7 separate regions of the Mus musculus genome follow, and all the other regions are linked to region 1. A link is a contact called in public HiCAR-type, HiChIP or PLAC-seq and promoter capture Hi-C data. All regions are on one chromosome and are shown on one strand. The core of a region is the stretch at or near the end of the contact, and the rest is flanking DNA. Distances in the headings are between cores, read along the strand shown.

What was found. Promoter capture Hi-C pulls out the DNA fragments that hold promoters and counts their contacts. HiCAR-type assays count read pairs that join an accessible place to other places. HiChIP or PLAC-seq counts read pairs in DNA pulled down with a chosen protein or histone mark. Capture Hi-C pulls out chosen DNA fragments and counts their contacts.
Region 2: a HiCAR-type map of astrocytes shows a contact between it and region 1, with 8 times the contacts expected there. The contact joins the enhancer-like site here to the promoter of Atp6v1a in region 1. A contact is called at or near these places in 9 of 39 promoter capture datasets (the 3T3-L1 cell line, cranial neural crest, embryonic stem cells and 5 more), 1 of 484 Hi-C or Micro-C datasets (Sertoli cells) and 7 of 115 datasets of contacts at active chromatin or transcription factors (astrocytes, embryonic forebrain, embryonic limb bud and 4 more).
Region 3: an H3K27ac HiChIP or PLAC-seq map of thymic regulatory T cells shows a contact between it and region 1, with 8 times the contacts expected there. The contact joins the promoter of Plcxd2 here to the promoter of Atp6v1a in region 1. A contact is called at or near these places in 5 of 39 promoter capture datasets (the 3T3-L1 cell line, liver and pre-B cells), 1 of 484 Hi-C or Micro-C datasets (CD4 T cells), 2 of 115 datasets of contacts at active chromatin or transcription factors (regulatory T cell precursor and thymic regulatory T cells) and 2 of 9 other capture datasets (adipose tissue and liver).
Region 4: a contact with region 1 is called in an H3K4me3 HiChIP or PLAC-seq map of embryonic forebrain, with 4 times the contacts expected there. The contact joins the enhancer-like site here to the promoter of Atp6v1a in region 1. A contact is called at or near these places in 4 of 39 promoter capture datasets (embryonic stem cells, hippocampal neurons, liver and 1 more) and 2 of 115 datasets of contacts at active chromatin or transcription factors (astrocytes and embryonic forebrain).
Region 5: a contact with region 1 is called in a promoter capture Hi-C map of neutrophils, with 5 times the contacts expected there. The contact joins the promoter of 4932412D23Rik here to the promoter of Atp6v1a in region 1. A contact is called at or near these places in 15 of 39 promoter capture datasets (the 3T3-L1 cell line, 3T3-L1-derived adipocytes, the C10 cell line and 9 more), 13 of 484 Hi-C or Micro-C datasets (B cells, CD4 T cells, CD8 T cells and 8 more), 7 of 115 datasets of contacts at active chromatin or transcription factors (astrocytes, double positive thymocytes, forebrain and 4 more) and 2 of 9 other capture datasets (adipose tissue and liver).
Region 6: a contact with region 1 is called in a promoter capture Hi-C map of adipose tissue, with 4 times the contacts expected there. The contact joins the promoter of Zbtb20 here to the promoter of Atp6v1a in region 1. A contact is called at or near these places in 4 of 39 promoter capture datasets (the 3T3-L1 cell line, cranial neural crest, liver and 1 more), 2 of 484 Hi-C or Micro-C datasets (cardiomyocytes and muscle stem cells), 1 of 115 datasets of contacts at active chromatin or transcription factors (astrocytes) and 1 of 9 other capture datasets (adipose tissue).
Region 7: a promoter capture Hi-C map of pre-B cells shows a contact between it and region 1, with 3 times the contacts expected there. The contact joins the promoter of Btla here to the promoter of Atp6v1a in region 1. A contact is called at or near these places in 1 of 39 promoter capture datasets (pre-B cells) and 1 of 115 datasets of contacts at active chromatin or transcription factors (thymic regulatory T cells).

Annotation. Positions count from the first base shown.
Region 1 is chr16:44,137,963-44,140,566 of GRCm38.p6, reverse strand. It overlaps Atp6v1a (ATPase, H+ transporting, lysosomal V1 subunit A), which reads left to right and starts at 1,308. Exons shown (of 15, transcript NM_007508.6): 1 at 1,308-1,605. It overlaps Naa50 (N(alpha)-acetyltransferase 50, NatE catalytic subunit), which reads right to left and starts at 776. Exons shown (of 5, transcript NM_001347239.1): 1 at 456-776. The coding sequence starts at 463.
Region 2 is chr16:42,189,061-42,191,664 of GRCm38.p6, reverse strand. No RefSeq gene overlaps it. Among named protein-coding and RNA genes, the nearest start is that of Mir6540, 110 kb to the left of the region's middle. Within about 2 kb of position 1,299, at least 265 of the 459 cell types and tissues checked have an H3K27ac peak or open chromatin away from gene starts, as enhancers often do. A contact at or near this core is called in Sertoli cells, astrocytes, embryonic forebrain and 5 more, where this site is marked.
Region 3 is chr16:46,009,130-46,011,733 of GRCm38.p6, reverse strand. It overlaps Plcxd2 (phosphatidylinositol-specific phospholipase C, X domain containing 2), which reads left to right and starts at 1,321. Exons shown (of 4, transcript NM_001134480.1): 1 at 1,321-2,040. The coding sequence starts at 1,878.
Region 4 is chr16:42,268,172-42,270,775 of GRCm38.p6, reverse strand. All of the region lies in intron 2 of Gap43 (growth associated protein 43), which reads left to right. Among named protein-coding and RNA genes, the nearest start is that of Mir6540, 34 kb to the left of the region's middle. Within about 2 kb of position 1,280, at least 62 of the 459 cell types and tissues checked have an H3K27ac peak or open chromatin away from gene starts, as enhancers often do. A contact at or near this core is called in embryonic forebrain, where this site is marked.
Region 5 is chr16:42,874,278-42,876,881 of GRCm38.p6, reverse strand. It overlaps 4932412D23Rik (RIKEN cDNA 4932412D23 gene), which reads left to right and starts at 1,295. Exons shown (of 4, transcript NR_040521.1): 1 at 1,295-1,450. It also overlaps a transcript of Zbtb20 not described here.
Region 6 is chr16:42,906,363-42,908,966 of GRCm38.p6, reverse strand. Zbtb20 (zinc finger and BTB domain containing 20) reads right to left here and starts at 1,322. Exons shown (of 11, transcript NM_001285805.1): 1 at 1,246-1,322. The region is part of intron 1 of Gm19522 (predicted gene, 19522); the gene reads left to right.
Region 7 is chr16:45,223,032-45,225,635 of GRCm38.p6, reverse strand. Btla (B and T lymphocyte associated) reads right to left here and starts at 1,299. Exons shown (of 6, transcript NM_001037719.2): 1 at 1,175-1,299. The coding sequence starts at 1,283.

The DNA.
Region 1 (2,604 bases), core at 59-2,558:
ACTCATCCCCCGTGCTCTTTATTCCAATTCCTTTTCCCTCCAGAAGGTTCTGCACGGCCCACAAGTCTTAAGAAAACCCGCAACGTGTCAAAGCCCGCGGCCACAGCGCCGTTCCCGGATCTGGAGGAGCACCTTCAGGTGGCTCGGTGGTGCGCTCCCGGGAAGAGGCCCCCGGGCGCCTCATTCCTCCTCCCCGTGATCTCAGGCGGTGCACACACGTGAAACCGTGGACTCGCGCCCTTGCCTCCGTCGGCCCTTCAGCCCGCCAACAGCCGGCCTAGCCTCCGCCCCCCTCCGGGAGCCGCGGGACCGGGGAAGCCCGGCCATGACCCTCCGCCCGGGCTTCGCGCGCGTCTCTTCCCCGCAGCGCTCTCCCTGTCCATCGACCCACGCCCCTCTCCTGGGCCCCGGCCGCCGGGGTCCCCCCCACACCCCCGCCAGCTGCCCTTCCTCACCCTTTCATCTTCCCCGTCTGCTGAGGCCGTCGTTACAGCCGCCGCCAACGCCGTCGTCCTCGTCGCCCGGAGCTCTCCGCCCGCGCCCTGAGCTCAGACCACTCAACCCCACACGCCGGTCTTTTGGCTGAGAAGCCAAGCCAGGCCCTGAGGCTCCGGGAGACGCGGGGAAATCTGCCGCCGCGCTGCCGCCGCCGCCGCTCCTCCACACGTGCACTCGGGACACTCGGCTCCCGCCCGCAGCTGCCGCCAGCCAGACCCGCCGCCGCGCTGTGACCTTTCACCCCGCCCCTCAACGCGCCGGCGCGGCCGCCGCGTCGCGCGCAGGCGCAGTGCTCCGCGCCGCCAGGATTCCCCGCCCCCCGCTCTCCAGGGGCCGGGCCTACGGCCCGCTAGCTCCTCCCACCCTTTGCGACACTCTCTAGGGGATCTGGCTTGGTAGGCTCCGGCGGCAAAATCCGGATCTTTCCACCCTTCTCTCGCTTTCAAGCCAGCAGGATCAGCCTTTCCCGCCCCCCACCCCGATTCCTTTCTAGCCCTCCAGTGACCTTCAAACCCTCTGGCCGACTAATAGGGTTTTGTAAAACGGATTCTTCTCAATGTAAGAAAGCCCATGGGAACTTGCAGTAAATGTGTTTTAAATTCAAAAGGTAGTGATGGGTCCGGATAACTTGGCGATCCTCCAGCAGGCAAACCTCACAGGGTTTTTTTTTTTTTAAATCACGTGATAGGCTTAACGTCTTCCAGCCCAGGATTTTACTGGGGCCTTAGAGGCGGGACTCATGGCCATTTCCGGTCCCTAGAGCGTGACTTAGCGTCACTTCCTTAGCAATGCACTTTAACCCTTGCCATCCTCGTCTTCTGTACTGTAGTTTCTGTAACCCCCGTCATTGTAAAAAAAAAAAGAAAAAGAAAAGAAAAAGAAACTAACGCTTTTCTGAAGTCGCGGAACCATTCACATCCAAGGCGGTCCGCAAAGATTTAAGCCTGCGAGACGCGGCGTGACGGGCGAGGGGAAGCGGGGTGGGGCTTGAGGACACATGACTAGCTAGGACTGGCCCGCCTCCTGCAGCTGAAGACTTCCCCTCTCTCAGTGACAGAGCCTCTGGGTCCCGTCTAGGTACACTTTCTGCATTTCGAGCCCGGGCAGGTGAGGTGCGACAGGTAACTCGTGGCTGGTGGGGACGATTGACAGGGTGAGAGCAGATAGGGTGTGTGAATCGCGGCCTGCGGATGCTTGGGGCTCCCTTTCCGTTGTCCTCCTGCACGGGCGAGGAGCTCATTTCTGCTAGACCCCTGGCCCTTCACCATCACCGTGGTCCATTGACTAGGGATTATGATGCCCACCTTTTCCCTGGGTTGAGAGCGAGTACGGCCATTATGGTTCCCTATTTGGAGCCTTTGGGGCTGATTCAGGTGGTAGGATTGTGTTAGCTATTTCTTGGGGGTCTGCAACAACCGACGGATCCCATTCCCCTAAACTCCTTCCTTGGGAAAGGCCATGGCCCGGGTGATCCGGATGGTAGGAAAACCCCGGGAGGCAGAGGCGTCTCCGGTGAGACAGGCTTGGGAGGGGATGTCACTGAGATGGCCCTCACTGCAGAGTCACACTGAAGGGCTTTCCCCACAAATGTGCGTTCTCAGTGATCCTAAGGGTTTGCCGACATCCTTGCAGAGGTTCAGGGAGTCTTCAGATGAGACTGGAAGGGTAAGAGCGGGCCTTACACCTTTTTTTTCGGAGAGAAGGTGGTTGTACTCTCCTCAGAACAGGGTGTTGGTAATGCGACAGTCTCGGTTGGTTGGGAAGGTGATGAAAGGTGGTGTTGCCTTGTTGGGCTGGAGACCCAGACTAGCTTATGGGAAAGTGACGAGGTTTTCCCGAAGGGGAAGTAATTTTACGGAAACTGATCAGGCTGAAAACATCATTAATCCAAATCCATGTGTGTATAGTTTAAAGACTAGAAGATCGAGTCTAGACATTACTGACTTCATGTTTTCTGCCTGTGGGTCATTCCTTTTTGACATTTCTTTTAAGTCCTACATAATTGCCCTTCCCAGTCAGTTTAAAATTTGTGAAGTAATGCTTGTGCTCTTAATTCGCTTTTGCATTTGTTAAAAAATTCAAGTGACCCTTCTCAGACTTGAGAGT
Region 2 (2,604 bases), core at 50-2,549, 1.9 Mb after region 1:
AAAAGCAGTCCCGTAGAGGGGCTGTGCAAACGGCATAACAGTCCTGCAACGGCTAGGAAGCCATTTCTTCCACGCTACAGGAGCACCAGTCCCTCGGGTGGGTCCCACTTCTGACCATCCTTGAGAAGCAGTGTCTGGAGATATTTCCTCTGGGAAAAGCTGTAACGGCAGACTGCTACACCAAGATCCTCATTCTTAAAGCACTATTAGCACAGGAGGAATCCTGTCTAAAAGCAGTCGGTCGAATAATTCTAATCCTTTAAAAGCTAATAAATAAATAATTAAATAAATGAAGAGCCGTCTGCTCCGAGAGAGAGAGAGAGAGAGAGAGAGAGAGAGAGAGAGAGAATGAGAATCAGGCCTAGTTACCTTCTTTGAATGGAAAAGGCACCTGTGTATTCTCACAACTTAAAGGCAAGGAAAATGCGGGCAGTTAATTTCTTAACTAACCTTACCTCATCATATAAAAGTTGAACACCGTTATTTTACTACCCGTCTTGTAAAAGCAGTGCGCACCTGGCTCAGAGCCGCCAACAAATGGCTATTACTCTGCCATCATTGTGGTCTTTCTCTCCATCCTATCCTGCTTTGGAAATTTATTGGAGGGATCAGAATCTCTGTGGGGCTCCAGACTCTCAAAGTGTGCTTGCTTAAGGCGTGGTGGTATGTGATACATGGTGTGGGGTGGGGTGTGTGTGTGTGTGTGTGTGTGTGTGTGTGTGGACTTGTGTGTCCAGCCACAGAGAATCCTCAGGTTGACAGAAGCGTTACCGCCATCTGCTGCTGAATTGAGCCTACTGCGATTTGCAGGAAACTGAACCCGCAGGGGAAGAATGTTAATCAATCCTTCCCCTACACGGAGCCTGTGGGCTACTTCTAATCTCGCCTGTCACCCAAAAGGCCAAGCAAGCTGCTGTTTGGATTCACAGTGACCTGGCTAACAAAGATGAAGGCTCCAGCTACTCCAGCTACCTGGGAAGGGGACTGAGGAGCTCAGGAATGTGACCCCCTTGCATCGCAGGCGGGGAAGAGCTGGGGCAGGGAAGCAAAGGGGACCTCGGTAGGCTGCTGGGCTCCTAGGGGCTCCCCCAGCTATGCTTCTTGATGCTCTGATCGTAACGGCACCACTGGCTCCTTTGTTTCGGGAAAAGATCTATCTGTATTGGCCTGAGGCAGACTTTACCCCTCCCGCTTGCATCAGGAATCCTTTGCTTCTTCGCCGCGCCCATCCGTGGACATCCAGGGAGCAGGCGGAAACCTTACGCGGCTGTCAGCAGCGGTGATGGGTGACGCCAAGAGAGCAGCCGCTGGCGCCCGCCCTCCAAGCACTTCCTGCCGCGCTGGATGGCGGTGCGGGCTCGCTGGCGCGCACCTCTGCCCCCTCGTGGCACGTGCAAGCATCGCGGCTTCGCAGACGCCACAGCCCACCCGCACCCGAGGCGGGGCGGGGACACTGGAGTGCTTTTCATAGGGACTTTTTTTTTTTTTTTTCCTTTCGTTTCCATTCAACTCCTGGCATCACAAAAAGGGTTTCCAGGTTCACTCAGTTACTTATTAATGGCAGAAGTGAGGGTGGGTGAGGGGGATAGAGCGAAGAAAGGAAAGAGACTAAAAACATGTTTGCGGCGAGGAAAGAGAGGATTAGGAAAAAATTGAACGATGTTAAGAAGGGAGAGAGGCAAGGTGACAGTGACGAGAGACTGGAGTGACAGCAGAGGTTGTGGGAAGAATACAAGGAGCAACAGTTTGGGGGGCGGGGGGAGGCTGCTTCCGCTCAAGAAAAGGAGGGCGTGACATCCGGGAGAGGTAAAAGCTCATTTTGATGAAGTGAACCCTGTGAACATTTCAATATGCCTCTCTCCTAGTTTACATCCCATTTTGGTTGACAGCTGCTGAAAATGAGTTTCCATCTTTCTGTCTTGTTTTAATATTCTCTTGTATCCCACATCTCTGAGATCATTAGAGGCAGAAAACAATTATGTCATCCATCCCTGTGCCTGATAGAATCCTCAGGCACATGCTGGCTTATTAACTCCAGTCTTTCCCTGCCACCATCAGCCGCATCTTTTTGTTCTTCTTCTGATTCATGCACAGTCACACGCAATCTCTCCCCCTCACGGCTGATCTCTATGGACTCACGGACCCTTAGGGAAATACAAGTGTAGCTGCAAAGAATCCAATTGCATGTGACAAATACTTTTCCAGGGCTTCTGCCACCTATTCGTCAACAACAACAACAACAACAAAAAGTAAAGCTAACCTGTAAAAGCCACAGGGAGTCACAAACAGTGCTTCTTTGGAGTCACATCTGTAGCCCTTGACTCCTCCCTTTTGTCTTCTTCGACACAACAAAAGGAAAGAGATTTTGCTGGTTCTGTGTTGGCCTGATCTCCATGCAAGCTGTAAAAAAGGTTGAAAGGAATTTTCTAGACACCAGCCTTAGTCACTACTATTTTGCCAACACTGTTGAATTTGATTCCAAAATTGGAGAGGGAGGTCACATTTCAAAAGCCTGGACAGGATGATAAAAACTGTTTTGGCAGAAGATTAATCGTTGCAGATGGGTGTGGGCAGTGGTGCCCAAACTCATTTACCATAACAAAT
Region 3 (2,604 bases), core at 72-2,571, 1.9 Mb before region 1:
GACTTGGTGTCTTTTTACAGCAACGGAAACCCTAACTAAGACAGGTAGCCTGGGATACAGGGGTAAAATGGAGGTCATCTGGTGATTAAACGACAGCTGCCCTAGGGTTTTATACATAAACTCCAGGAGTTTTAAGAGTTCTGGCCACTGTTCTCTTTTCCCCTAAGGCCCTCCTGAGTCTCTAGGGTCCTTCTTGCTATAAAAGGCTACCTTAATTTAAAATTTTTTAAATAAAATTATCTGTTTGCCAAAATAGTATTTTTTTATTATTTATTTTATTTTATTTTTATTTTTTGCAAAGTATGCAGGTCAGATCTTGGAGGTGGCTCAGTGAGTAAAGGTGCTTACTGCCAAACTTGACGATCTGAGCCCCGGGGACGGTCTCAAGGAAGGAGAGAACTGGAGTAATCTGTCCTCTGAACTGCACACATGCATGTTCTCACAGAAAAACGCATACAAGAAATATATAAATCTAACTACAAATTTTAACTAACAATATCGGATTATAAAACTCTGTACTACATTTGAATACTATTTGAAGTGGGAACAGTTCAGGAAGCAGAGAAGTGGGTCTGTGTTCTACAGACCGAGTTAGGGAACCTCATTTCAAAATGAACTTTGCACAGACTGCCACCACGTGACCTGCCTCAGGCTGTTTCATCCATTCGAGGAAGTGTATCAGCAACTCTGAGTCTTGTGGTAATGCTGTGAGGAGCAGGTGAGACAAATAATTCAAAAGGTTTCAAACAACAGCAACAGGAACCCAAAGCACCATTATCTCCTCCTCTGTGAAACGGAAATAATGGCACTGGCCAGTTTCAGCGGACTGTGCAGGAGAACTGTCAGTTTGCATTGTTTCAAACACAAACCTGCTTTGATGCTGCCATCTAAATAGGAGCCGCAGCAGCACCTTTCTCTGGCCTCTCTAGCTCTCCTGTTTCTGCTGCTACGGTGGTTTGAAAAAAAAAAAAAAAAAAAGTAGCGCGTTTCTGGGTAATTTTCACCGCAGTGAGAGTAAGGCCGAGGGAGAGAGGAGAAACCTTTGAGGTCGCGTCAGAGATCTACAAGAAAAAGATCAATCTGAGGACAGCCGGCCACGGTGCACATCTCCCCTTCCGGAGCAGCAGGCCGCAGCCCGACCTGTCCACTCGCTACCCCGCTGGAGTGGAGAGGGGAGGAGCTAAGAAGCAGGGGAGGCGTGGGAGCGCGATGTAGGGGCGGGCCCTCAGAGCGTTGTCCAATCAGAGAGAATCCCGCCAACGACCAATCACAGCTCGCCTAGTCTGGCAAATCTGCCCGGCAGTGCGGGGCGGGGCCGCCAGAGTCCCGGGGCTGCCGGTTACTCTTCTGAGAGCCCTTCAGAAAAGCACAGGGCAGTGGGCAGAGAAGCCAGGGGGCGGGGGTGCAGGCAGGCCCAGCCTGTGTACCAGCCCGGGGAAACCCACGGAAGCACCCATGAACAAGAGATGGTGCAACCCGGGTGCGCACGTGTGTGCAGCCCGCTGGCACGTCTCTATGCCCTGTGGGCACCTGTCGTGTGAGTAGCTCCGGGTGTGGCTGTTCCTGGATGTTGTGGGTTTCAGGAAGGTTTGTATCTTCGGGCCTGCCTCCCCCGTCTCCAGAGGGGAACTAAGAAGTTTAACTGACCAGGGACTGAGGAGATTAAAGGAGTGGATCTCAGTGGCAAGGCGAAGAGGGTGGGGACTGCGGGAGCAGCAGGCAGGGGAGCACCTATTTGACCCATCTCCCAGCTAGAAAAGGATCTTGAAAAGACTGGCGTGACCCATGTGCTCTGAAATGTTTAGAGAGCCCCGAGCGGTGATGACCACAGAGTGAGTGGCACTAGACTGAGCCTGTCTAAATCGTGGACGACAGGGATGCTTGCATTTAGAAAGGCCAGAAGGAAACTCAGGATGGGTACCATCTGCTCTCCCAATCCCAGCGGGACAAAGACAGCCTCGGAGGTCTGCAATGCCGACTGGATGGCCTCGCTCCCCGCTCACCTCCACAACGTCCCCCTTTCCAATCTGGCAATCCCAGGTATTCGTCTATAACTACTTGTTCGCACTGTGTTTAATGCTGCCATTTTAGTGTTTGCTAGTGGGTTGGTTGTTTTCTGTTGTGTTGAAAAACAATTGTCAGTGATCTCTTTTTATTTCCAAATTAAAAAAAAAAAAAAAAAACTTAACAGGAAGGTAGCTGCTGTAAAGAGAGTCAGTCAAGCCGACTGCATCACTGGCAAAAGGGACAGTTGAGAGAATGGAATCACTGCGCTGTTGTTTTGTTGTTTTTATTTTGTTTACACCATACGGCCTCAGTCTAAGAATGTTAACCATCTTGATGCAGAGGCCTGGGTATGTGAAAGGCTCGCTGACTTGAATCATTTAAGGGAAAGGGGGAGAGATCAAGAATAATGGGTAGAAAGTCCTTAACAATCTTAGCTCTGGGTCAACATTGAAGCTGAAAAGAATATTTTTCTCATTTATCTGACCTTTCTTGAAAACAAAAATCAGATAAGTGTTAGAAAATAGGTTCAGATTCTAGGCTGGGCATCAAGGCACATAGTTTTGTTGTTGGAAATGCCAGAAATAGAGGATGCAGTCT
Region 4 (2,604 bases), core at 31-2,530, 1.9 Mb after region 1:
GAGACATTTTAGATTCAACACATAAGTGTTGGTCATCATCTATAGATTAAGTTTAATGTTATCTATTAGCGATGCCTGATTAAAAAACACCTGTGAGCCGGGTGTGGTGGTGCACGCCTTTAATCCCAGCACTCGGGAGGCAGAGGCAGGCGGATTTCTGAGTTCGAGGCCAGCCTGGTCTACAAAGTGAGTTCCAGGACAGCCAGGGCTATACAGATAAACTCTGTCTCGAAAAACCAAAAAAAAAAACAAAAAAAACAAAAAAAAAAACCACCTGTGACCTAGAAAACAGCAGTGAACTCAGTGAGTGTTCCTTTAGATGTGGACTGTAGTTAGGAAAGGTGCCTGTGAAAAGACAGAACACTGAGGCCAACAATGAACCTCGTCTGTATGAGTTAGGGGTAAACTCTGATGAGCAAGGACTGTGGGTCGCATTTATGGGTGGCTGCATTTAGAGAGTGAAGAGATGTAGCCAGGGTGTGAATTGGGACGGAGAGGGTGATGGGAGAGGCAAGGGGTGAGAGCTTCAGTGCAACCTGAAAATCCCAATCCAATAGGAAGCTGTGACAGCAGGGACCAGGGCGCCAGCAAGGGACTGGAAAGCTCCCGAGTCTGTGGACCGAGACTTTCCCATGACAGTAGACTTCGTGTGAATAAGAGAACAAAATACCGTTGTGTGGTTAATAGTTTTGTCCTAAACTGGAAACCTATCATTCCTTAGTCAATTCTTGGCATAGTCACCACCTTCTCTTAGTCAAACTGCTGCCTAACCCTGACATATAATTTGGGTAAGTGGGAAGAATACAAGTGTGTGTGTGTGTGTGTGTGTGTGTGTGTGTGTGTGTGTGTGTGTAGAGCTGTGATTAACTGTCACTGCTGAGTACTTGAAATGTGGCAGCCATTCTTGGGGATTTCCTACCCCCAAGACTTGGGTTGATGCTTCTCCATTGAGTCTGTTGACTGTGGTAAGCATTGGCTCACTAAAGTACTTCGGCACTGGCAGGAGGTTGACAGGAATATAATCACTCCAGCTCAGCTATTTGTCTTTAGCAACCTGTGTCCTGACACCTGTTGGGAACAGCAGATTTATAGCTTGTCACCATGAGTAAGGTGTTTGAGAGAAACTGGAACGGGCTTAATGTTACCCTTTCACAAAATACTTTTGTTTTCCCTTATTGTGTCCCATGTTATTGTAACACCCTGTATCTATTCCATCTATCCCAACCCTTGTCTGCCTCTCCCCACCACCAAGCTCCCACCCAGATCTCCAGAGAATCACTGCTACTCAATCCATCAGCCAAAGTTAGTGGGTTCCCATGGCAACCAGGCAGCTGGTGTCTAGACACTCAGAGAGAAGCTTTGCAATTGAACTGCAAATCTAGATTCTAACACACCCTCTCCTCTCCCCCCCACCCCTTTCCTCCCATTTCCCTTTATTTACAACAGGCATTAGTGCCAACACTGGCTGAGGTTTCCTTTTGACAGACCATTAAAGGAAGGAGGGGGAAGAGAGAGCAGAGCTGGTGAGAAACCCAAATGTACTGTCTTGTCATGTCAGTTCAGTAAGAGGACAACTGAGCTGACAGGCTGATTGCATTTGCTCTTTTTTTTTTTTCTCACGAAGGATTTTATTTAATTAAAATATTTTAAATTAGAAAACAGTGCCACTAGTCCAATGGGAGATATAAGCATCTTTAAAAGCCAATAAAAGCCTTTTCAGGGTAAGGCTACAGCTGATACACAGGGGTGAGGCAGAAGTTTTCACTGGCAGCAGGCAATCAATATAATTTCTCTTTCTATGAGGCTCGGGGGGAATTACATGTCTTTGATATTATAGGAAAATACAAGAAAGAGCTTTAAGTGACACCTCATATCTATAAAAGTCAAGTTGAAATCTTTATTTCTCTTGAGGAAAAGAAAAGCTGTCCTTAACAACCAGGGTCTATTCTGGTTTTTAGTCTTTGTCGAATTCTCCTGTGTATATAAACATTTTACAAAGCACAAAAATTAGGCAAAAGTACTTTTTATAGGACAACTAGGAGTGAGTCTGAACACAGTCTAAGTATAAACAATGTCCAAATACAAAATGGACAGCTATGTCCTTAGCCCGGTTGCATAAACAATTAGGTTTTTGTACATGATATTCATTGAGGTGTCCAGTCATAAAACTACCCATCCTTGACATGACTCCAATGTGGAACAGTGTTGGGCTTCCTTGCATTCATCTCCACTTCACCAAACACAAACTCAAAGAAATAATTTCTGATTCTTCTGAGATGTCTCTGCATGTTTTCATGGTTGTGACCTGTCAATAATCCCTGAAACTCCCAGCAGTCTCTGGATAGAGAATGTTGATGCTCCATCAAATTTCTTTGTTCCCTTGAATGAAATGTATGAAAGGTATTTTCTCATATATTTTTATTCCATACTGTGTGTGTGTGTGTGTGTGTGTGTGTGTGTGTGTGTGTGTGTGTGTGTATCAACTGAATTTTGAGATTACCTTCTAAAATCTTATTTTTAAAAAAATCACCTAACTTAGAAAACAAAATTAGGGCTGAAGAAATAGCTTTGAGGGTAAAGAGAAATTGAAGTCCTGAGGTCAGA
Region 5 (2,604 bases), core at 46-2,545, 1.3 Mb after region 1:
GACCTGATTTGACCCGGTTCGGAGTAAGAGATCATCAGATTACCGAGCTAGGTAGCGTAGCTGTACGCCATATTGTGTTTTTCGCTAATGTTTATAGTCTGTGTGTGTGCCTAGCATATGCTTGTGCAAGTGTGTTTATCAATACAACTTTTACGAAATCCCTGCCTCCTGCCTCTTCTGCATCCTTAGGAAGGGGAGGGGCTGAAGGGGGACACTGAGAGCCCCCCACACAGGGAAAAGCATTAAAACAATTAGAGGACCACATTTGAATGAACTTCAAAACCATACTCCTGTATTTGGGGATGGGGTAGGTTTTGTTATTTTGTTTTGTTTTGTTTTATGTCTCAAGGTATGAGAGAGCGTTAACTTTTTTTTTTTTTTTTAATGTTTCGGAAGGGGCCCAAAGGCTAAAGAGAGGAGGACAGGGTTCAATCCTTGCCAAGCCCCCCTGTCTACGGGTGAGAGCAAGGCAGGCTGGGCTACGCGCCCAAGCCCGGGTTCTCCGAAGCCAGTTCTCTGCGCGGGAGGAAAGCGACTGGGAGGGCGGAGGGAGGGAGAGGAGAGGGGCGGGAGCCGGCGCCGCCAACAGCTCCGGAGCCCCGGCCGGTGCCCCTCAGCTCCTCTTCTGGGAAGCCGCGACTCCAGAAGCGGGGAGGAGAGACTAGACGCAGTGGCAACGACCGGACGCCCCGCCCGGGCCAGCGGCGGACCCTCCCCGCAGGGTCGCGCGAGGCCGCCGGGCGGGCGCGAGGAGGGGCGGCGGGAGGGCGCGCGGGGCGGGGCGGGGCAGAAGCCCCGGGCTGCGGCTCGGAACTCGCGCCACGGCCCCACCCCGCCCCCTCCTCGGCGGCCCGTCACCCCCGACTCCCCGCGACTCGTAGACGCCCGGCCGCGCTCCGCACGCACACACCCCTCCCTCCCGCCCGCCCCACAACAAATTAGAGTTTTTGGCGTTACCTCCTCGCGCTCTTTAATCTTCTTTCCTCAACTCCTAAACTTCCCCCCGCCCCTACTTCTTCGGCAGAAGGCCCACATTGGGCGCCCGAAGCCGCGAACCTCTACCTTGTCCTACTATTGGGCGGCTCGCATGCCACTCGCTGCTTCAGCTGACCAATAGCGTTTGGACAGCCCTCGTGAGGTTGCCGCCCATAAACAAAATGCACTCTTCCTCCTCCCCTCCGCGGCTCCTCCCCTAACTGCCCCTTCTCTCATCTCTGTCATCTTTGATTGGCCTAGGAGACACCCAATCCGCTATCTCAAGCATCAACTGGTGAGCGGAAACTTCACTCAGAGCAGTTTTAACAGTCTATTGGTCAATGTTCTCAACTCTTCCCGCCCACCAGCGCCCTGTGTAGAGAGGCCAGCTGTCTCTGGTTATTCAGTGATCCAAGAGCTGGGAAACTATTGGTCGACAGAGGCCGTCAGACCGGACTGTAGTGATCGGTGATTGGTCAGTATAGGCACGATCAAGTTTGGTTGTTTACTCCTCCACTTCCCCACCCTCCTTTTCATCCACGTCCCCGCCCCCTCCTGACTGCTTTTACTTTCTACGCATTTCTATTTCCTCCTTTATTTATTTATTTGTGATAAACTTAAATGACCCGAGGATAGAGGCGGGACTCCAAGAGGGGCTAGAGGATGACGGGCGGCGGCCCGGGGCCAATTGTCGCGGGGACTGCGGGGTGAGGGGCAGCGGCGGCGGCCAGTGAGAAGCAGGTGTCTGCCGCGCGCCGCCTATGGAGCCGGGATGCCCCAGCGGAGGCGGCGGTTACCCGCTGTCTGGCTCGCCCAGAGGGGGAGGGGAGGGAAGGGGTTCAGTGCAGGGAGGAGGGGTGTCGTGGTCACGGGCAGTGGATGTCCTAGCGAGCAGGATCCTGGCGGTGGGAGGGACCGCTGGGCGGGAGGCGACCTGAGGCCCAGGGAGACAGAGAGGCGGGAGCAGTTTTAGGACTCCCAGGGAATGTGTTTCTACAGAAAAATACCGTGTAAAACCGTCTGCAGAGAGCCGCCCTTAATATCAATGAGGATTTATTATCCTACCGGAAAAAGCAGATTATGTTTCTTATTACTAAACGCCTGAAGTACTGACGACCCAACTGAAGCCCACAAAATTCAATATCCTGGGAGCTAGAAGGAATAAAGCAACACGGAAAATTAAATGCAGTTCAGATGCTTCAATAAAACCTTCATCTTCATCCATTTGTCACTCAGCATAGTACTCCCCAGAGCCAAATTCTAACAAATACTGGTCAGGCAAGGGCGGGGTGGAGGAGGAAGGGGGTGAGGCCTGAGGCCAGCAGGAAGCCAAGGATAGATTCCTGAAAAGAATTCCTTAAAAGGACTAAGATGGAAAAAAGAATGGCTTTTCACTCTACAAAGAAAAAGAATTCCTGCCAAAATAAGAACTAATACTTTTTAAGGAGCTTAATTTGTCACGAAAGGGATTTGTCAGAAACACCAACCATACAAAGAAACTGTATTTGTAGTATTGGTTATTAATACAGAAAATAATCTTATAGATTATAGACTTGAAAAATAGATTCTGGTAGACTTGAAGTAAGTTTAAGCCTGGATTTCACGTAGGTTTCCTTGACACACACTAAA
Region 6 (2,604 bases), core at 73-2,572, 1.2 Mb after region 1:
GCTCGTGTATATTCTGAAAACATTTATGTTCCTCTCTGTCTGACTTAATTTTTATCAGATGAATAAAAGTTCTGCTTTTGCACAAACCTAAATAGAAGTCCATCTAAAAGTATACTTCACATCCACCTTATTTAACTACTCCTTGAAATTTTGAAAAAGCACTATTCTAGAAAATTCCTCAACAATGCAAGCTGGTTTCAAGCATAGCTTTTTTCCCACCATGAAAAGAAAAAAGAAATAAAAAAAAACCTCAAATACATATTTGCAATAACAAATACATTATTTATGGACTCAAATATGTTAAGGGAATACTTACAGTTGTTGCACAAAATGGCCTGATACACTCCATAGCTTCCACTTTGTTAAAAAAAAAAAAAATGTAAAAAGGCCAGCCTCCACTCCTCCCTCCCTAAGCATAAACAAGCACTAACATACTAAAAGGAAACTATCCCAGGATAAAAACTTCTTGTTAAGAAAGTTTATACTCTTACTAACCACAGTAATACCCATATAAATGCAACAATCTATCTATAAAATAAAAAGTTAGAAAATAGCCACAATTTCTTTGAAACTATAACCCCCTGATGCACTATTTCTACATGTGTAGTAGCAAAAAAAAATAGTTCCTTGATTCTTGCCCACCCTGAGGGGCTACCCTTCACCTTATGTCCAATGTCATCAAATAAACATGCTAGCATAAAGTATGCAACCTGCTTAAAGGATCTATACTGTAAATATGGACTTTAAACTTCAATGTAAAACAAAGAACAAGAGTCTCATTTTGGTAGTACCCACACTGGCACTGCAGCTAAAACTCACTGGCAAATAACTAACAAAATCCAGTTAGCAATAAATAAGGACAACATGATATATAGACAGACAGATGGAATTGCATAAACAGACGAGAAAAGCAAAGAGACAAACATACGGAGGAGTTTGTTTTAAAAGAGTGAACGATTCTGATTTACTCATTACTTTAGTAAGAAAAATAGGTTTGTTTGTAATTATTTTTAAACTAATAAAACTGAATCACAAGGTCACACCCTTAAATAATTAAGAAAATTAGTACAGGGTAGGCCTCCTATAGATGTTCCAAAATTCAAACTAGCATTAGCTCTGTCAAATTTAGATACAGAAATTAAAATTCAGGAAAGAAAGCCTAAAAGCACTGTGGAGTAAATAAGATGATAAATGCAAGGGGACTGAGGAGGCAGGGTTGTTTTTATGAAAGTTGTCTGCCCCTACCTTCTTCCCCAGCGCTGAGTTTCTCTTCTCATAATCGGTGTCTCCCTGGAAGTACAGTGTGAGTGGTAATGACTGCCTGCCTCCCTAATGAGTCCATTTTCCTGCTCTTGATGTTGTGTATATACACACACTGCAACCTACCTTACAAACCACAGAGACGGGAAGAGAGAGAGAGAGAGCAAGAGAGAGGGAGGGGAAGGGGGGCAGAGAGAGAGAGAGAAAGACAGAGACAGAGCAAGCAAGCCAGTGAGAGAGAAAGAGAAGGAGAGAGAGAAAGAAAAACAGAAAGAGAGAGAGAGAAAGGCACAGACAAAGCCCTCCTACCAGACAGCAGACAGCCCTCCTTCCCCTACCCAGGAAAACGCAACTCGTCTAATGCAGCAACAGGTTCAGCATTGCCAGACTAACAGAGGGAAAAGGTATATTCTCTATAGCATTACTGCTTGCAAAGAAACAGTTTAAGAGCAGCTGGCTCCACCTTCTTTATTTATGCTCCATTATGAGGAATGTATTGTTTCAGCTCTGGCACACAGTACGTGTGTAATTATCATAAATACATTTTTGCATATTAGCAGGAAATAAGGAATTACATAGCTTATTTGTGCAATCTTTCAAATTTATTTTTTGAATGTGAGAAAAATGTCAACAAATCTGCTCTGACAAAAGCTTAGTAATGATTTTAAAGTCAGAGCTGTCTTAAAGGAGACTGTAAGAAACAGACTCCATACAATAGGAAAACTGATCTCAGGCAAAACTGGTAACTGCAAAGAAGAAATCACTGTTCAGTAAATAAACCAAGACCATAAACAAAACTATAAGACAAAAACAGAATTAAGTTTAATTAACTTGCTAATAGGCTAGTACCCTAGAAGAAAGCAGACTGGTTTCTTGTTTGAAGCATCCAGCTACACAATGCAATGCAGTCTGTATTAACAGGTGCAATGCATTTAATACATAGTATACCAGAGAAATAAACCTATTAGGAGTTACCATTCAAGCAAGACAAAGTTCTATACAATATGGATCGGAAACTACAGTAAATAACCTTTCATCTTTTATTAGAAGTAAAAACTAAAACTGGTGCTTTTAAATAAACCTTCCTTGAAAGAAAAAAATGAAACTCTTTATACTATACCTTTAACCAAATTTTCACATGCACTAGCTCCAGGAAAATAGTGCTGGTTATATTACTGGTCCCACCACATGCTCCTCATAGCCTTTGCTAACTCCCAGGTGCCTTTTCTAAAGTGGTGATATATTTTCAGCTTTGGGATGATGAACATCAGAAAATAGAACTGGTTGGAAGTCTCTTTTTTTTTTCAAAACAACTCCTGATAAACCAAACTAACTAACTATCTA
Region 7 (2,604 bases), core at 50-2,549, 1.1 Mb before region 1:
ATATATTTTTTAATGAAGAAAGGAAAACTAAGAAAGGAGAAGAAACTTAACTGAGTTCATAATGTAAGTAGCAGAGGGAATAAATACTCCCACCTGATAACCAAGTTTCTGTGCGTAATAAATACCAGATTATAACATACTGGGTAGAAGAATATAATGCGAATTACAACCCCAATTGTGCTATAAAATTAAAAATATTTCCTTTGTTTCACAGAGTCCAGTCTGCAAGAGGTCCCTTAGAATTAAATAGAATTAATATTTGACTCCTCTTGTCTTTCAGAGGTGGGTAATAATAAACAAGGGCTTGAATGACTAAGAAGAAGTTCTACTCTGCTCTTGGCTAGGTGGTCTTGTGACATCAGATCATTGAATCCTAAACCTCACAGTTCCAGATTTCAAGATGACATTCCACAGGACCTCAGTGGTTCTATTTTTCAATCCAACACGAATGTGCCCAGTTGCTACACGTGTGATGGTGGAAGATAAATAACCCAAGGATCCCAAGCATTACAGACCTTGTCTTCATAAACTATGGAGAATTGTTTCCTATTTTCAGTTGGCGACCATTCACAAATCATCCTGTCCAGACAAACTAAAGCGACACTCATGATTTACTCTTCAGCCTCACATCGAGAAGCCTGCTTAGTACTCTCATAGTACACCCCACAGTATTCTCATAGTATACCCCACAGAAAGAAGGAGGCAGTCTATTTAGATTGAACATTATTTGAGTGTAACCATGGCCACAGCTATAACCACAAGTATCCAAAAGCTTTCCCACCCCAGTAAGCACTACAACATCCTGCTGACATCTGATACCAAGACATGAACGTAACAAGTCTTTTCTGTTAGCATGGCAGCCACAGAGAGTTTTGTAATAGTGACAAATCTGTACTGACACATTTATAACATCTGCTCAAATCTCTTCACTTACCATCAGGACCTGGTTTTAGGAAACTTAGCTCCAGCTATGGATCAGTTTTTGCTCTGTAGCCAGGTGAGTAGCATGTCCTAACTTCACTCACATCCTGGAGCGTTTTCAAGAAGCAAAAGGGACTCATCACTCTGAGCTATATATGCCCTGGACATGAACATCCCTCTCCACAGAGCAAGCTCAACTATCACTGACAGGAACCCCGAGGAAGAAAACCAGCTTTCTTAGTAGGTCCCTTACCATTCCTCTTAGTAGCTTTCTCACAAAGGATGCTCCAGAGGCCCAGATGGAGGATGAAGAATTCCCTAAATAACCGAGGAGTCCCAAGCATGGCAGGCACTGTCTTCATTCCCAGCACGTGTCAGGTAAGGGCAAACTTCCTCTTCCTCCCTAGAGATCTTCAGAGCTGGGTCACGTTATTCACACTAGCAGCATCTTAGGCCAAAATAAATTAATTAATTTAAATCAAATCAGGAGACCTGGTGGGAGAGGACAGTGTGAGTAGTCCGAAGGATTTGTGAGAGCAAGAGGCCCTGCTGTGGTTTTGTTTCTGATCCGACCTGCTGTTCTCTTTCAAGCCCTCTGATGTGCAAAGCAGCTGGCTCCTTGCTTCCGCTCTGCCACCATTCTTGCATAACCTTGAGGTTTTTCTCAAAGTGAACAATTAAACTTAAAAAAAAAAAGATCTAAATTGTTACAGTCTTTAGGTTTAGATTCTGATCAAATCAGGGTCAGGAAATTCATACAAAAAGTACCTATGGTAAGCATATATTTCCCCTTTTTATAGTTTGTGATTATGATACTTCATCAGTGTAATGTATCTTACAACCCTCCCCCCATGCTCCCATAAAGGCACAGTAAGATGAGAATGTTCCTTGTCATGAAACCAATGAAGACTTATCTGACGTTATGGAGAAAATGACTGACAGGGTGCATTTCATCAACAGAAGAGGGAAGGGCCTCCTTCTTCAGTCTGTAGATGCCTATCAACGGAATACATGCTTGCCGTTAGTACTAGCTACACGATCTTCCTAAATATTAAAGTTCTAAGCAAAATGAGCACTTGAGTGCCAATTAGAGGAAACTTTCATTTTCCGCATGCTTTATGTGGTTGTTGTCGAGATGAAGCAGTAAAGTAAGAAATGGAAAAAGTTCAAAATTGGATAGCTCAGGGTTGCTGAGGGGCTGTGGGCACGCAGCCCACGTTCAATCACTAGCTTATAACAACAGGAATTTGGTAATTCCAAATGGAGAGGTGGCACCTGTGCAGTTTAACTCATTGAATGAAATTGAGAAATCTTTCCCTCAGAGGCTAATGGTACCCTTCCAAGGCCAAACTCCATTTAGGGTACCTATTGCATATTTGTCCAGATAAGCCACAGTGGCTGGAATACCAACATGAGTGAACGCCGCTCCAGAATTTAAGGAACTCAGCCAATCCATGCTGATGCTCACGCACCCCTGGTACGCCAGATGATACAGGTAGTCTGCAGAGCTCCTAGAATCTGCACTGTTGACCAAGGAAGCACCCTGCTTATGGTTCATTTTATACAACTCATCCCCCTTCCTTGCTCAGAATGGGGTGCAAAACTCCTGTTGGCAGTAGAAACAAGGCTCAATGTACCTCTAAAATAGCCTAAGAGGTTTCGAAGAAAAGCCTTGAATCACCA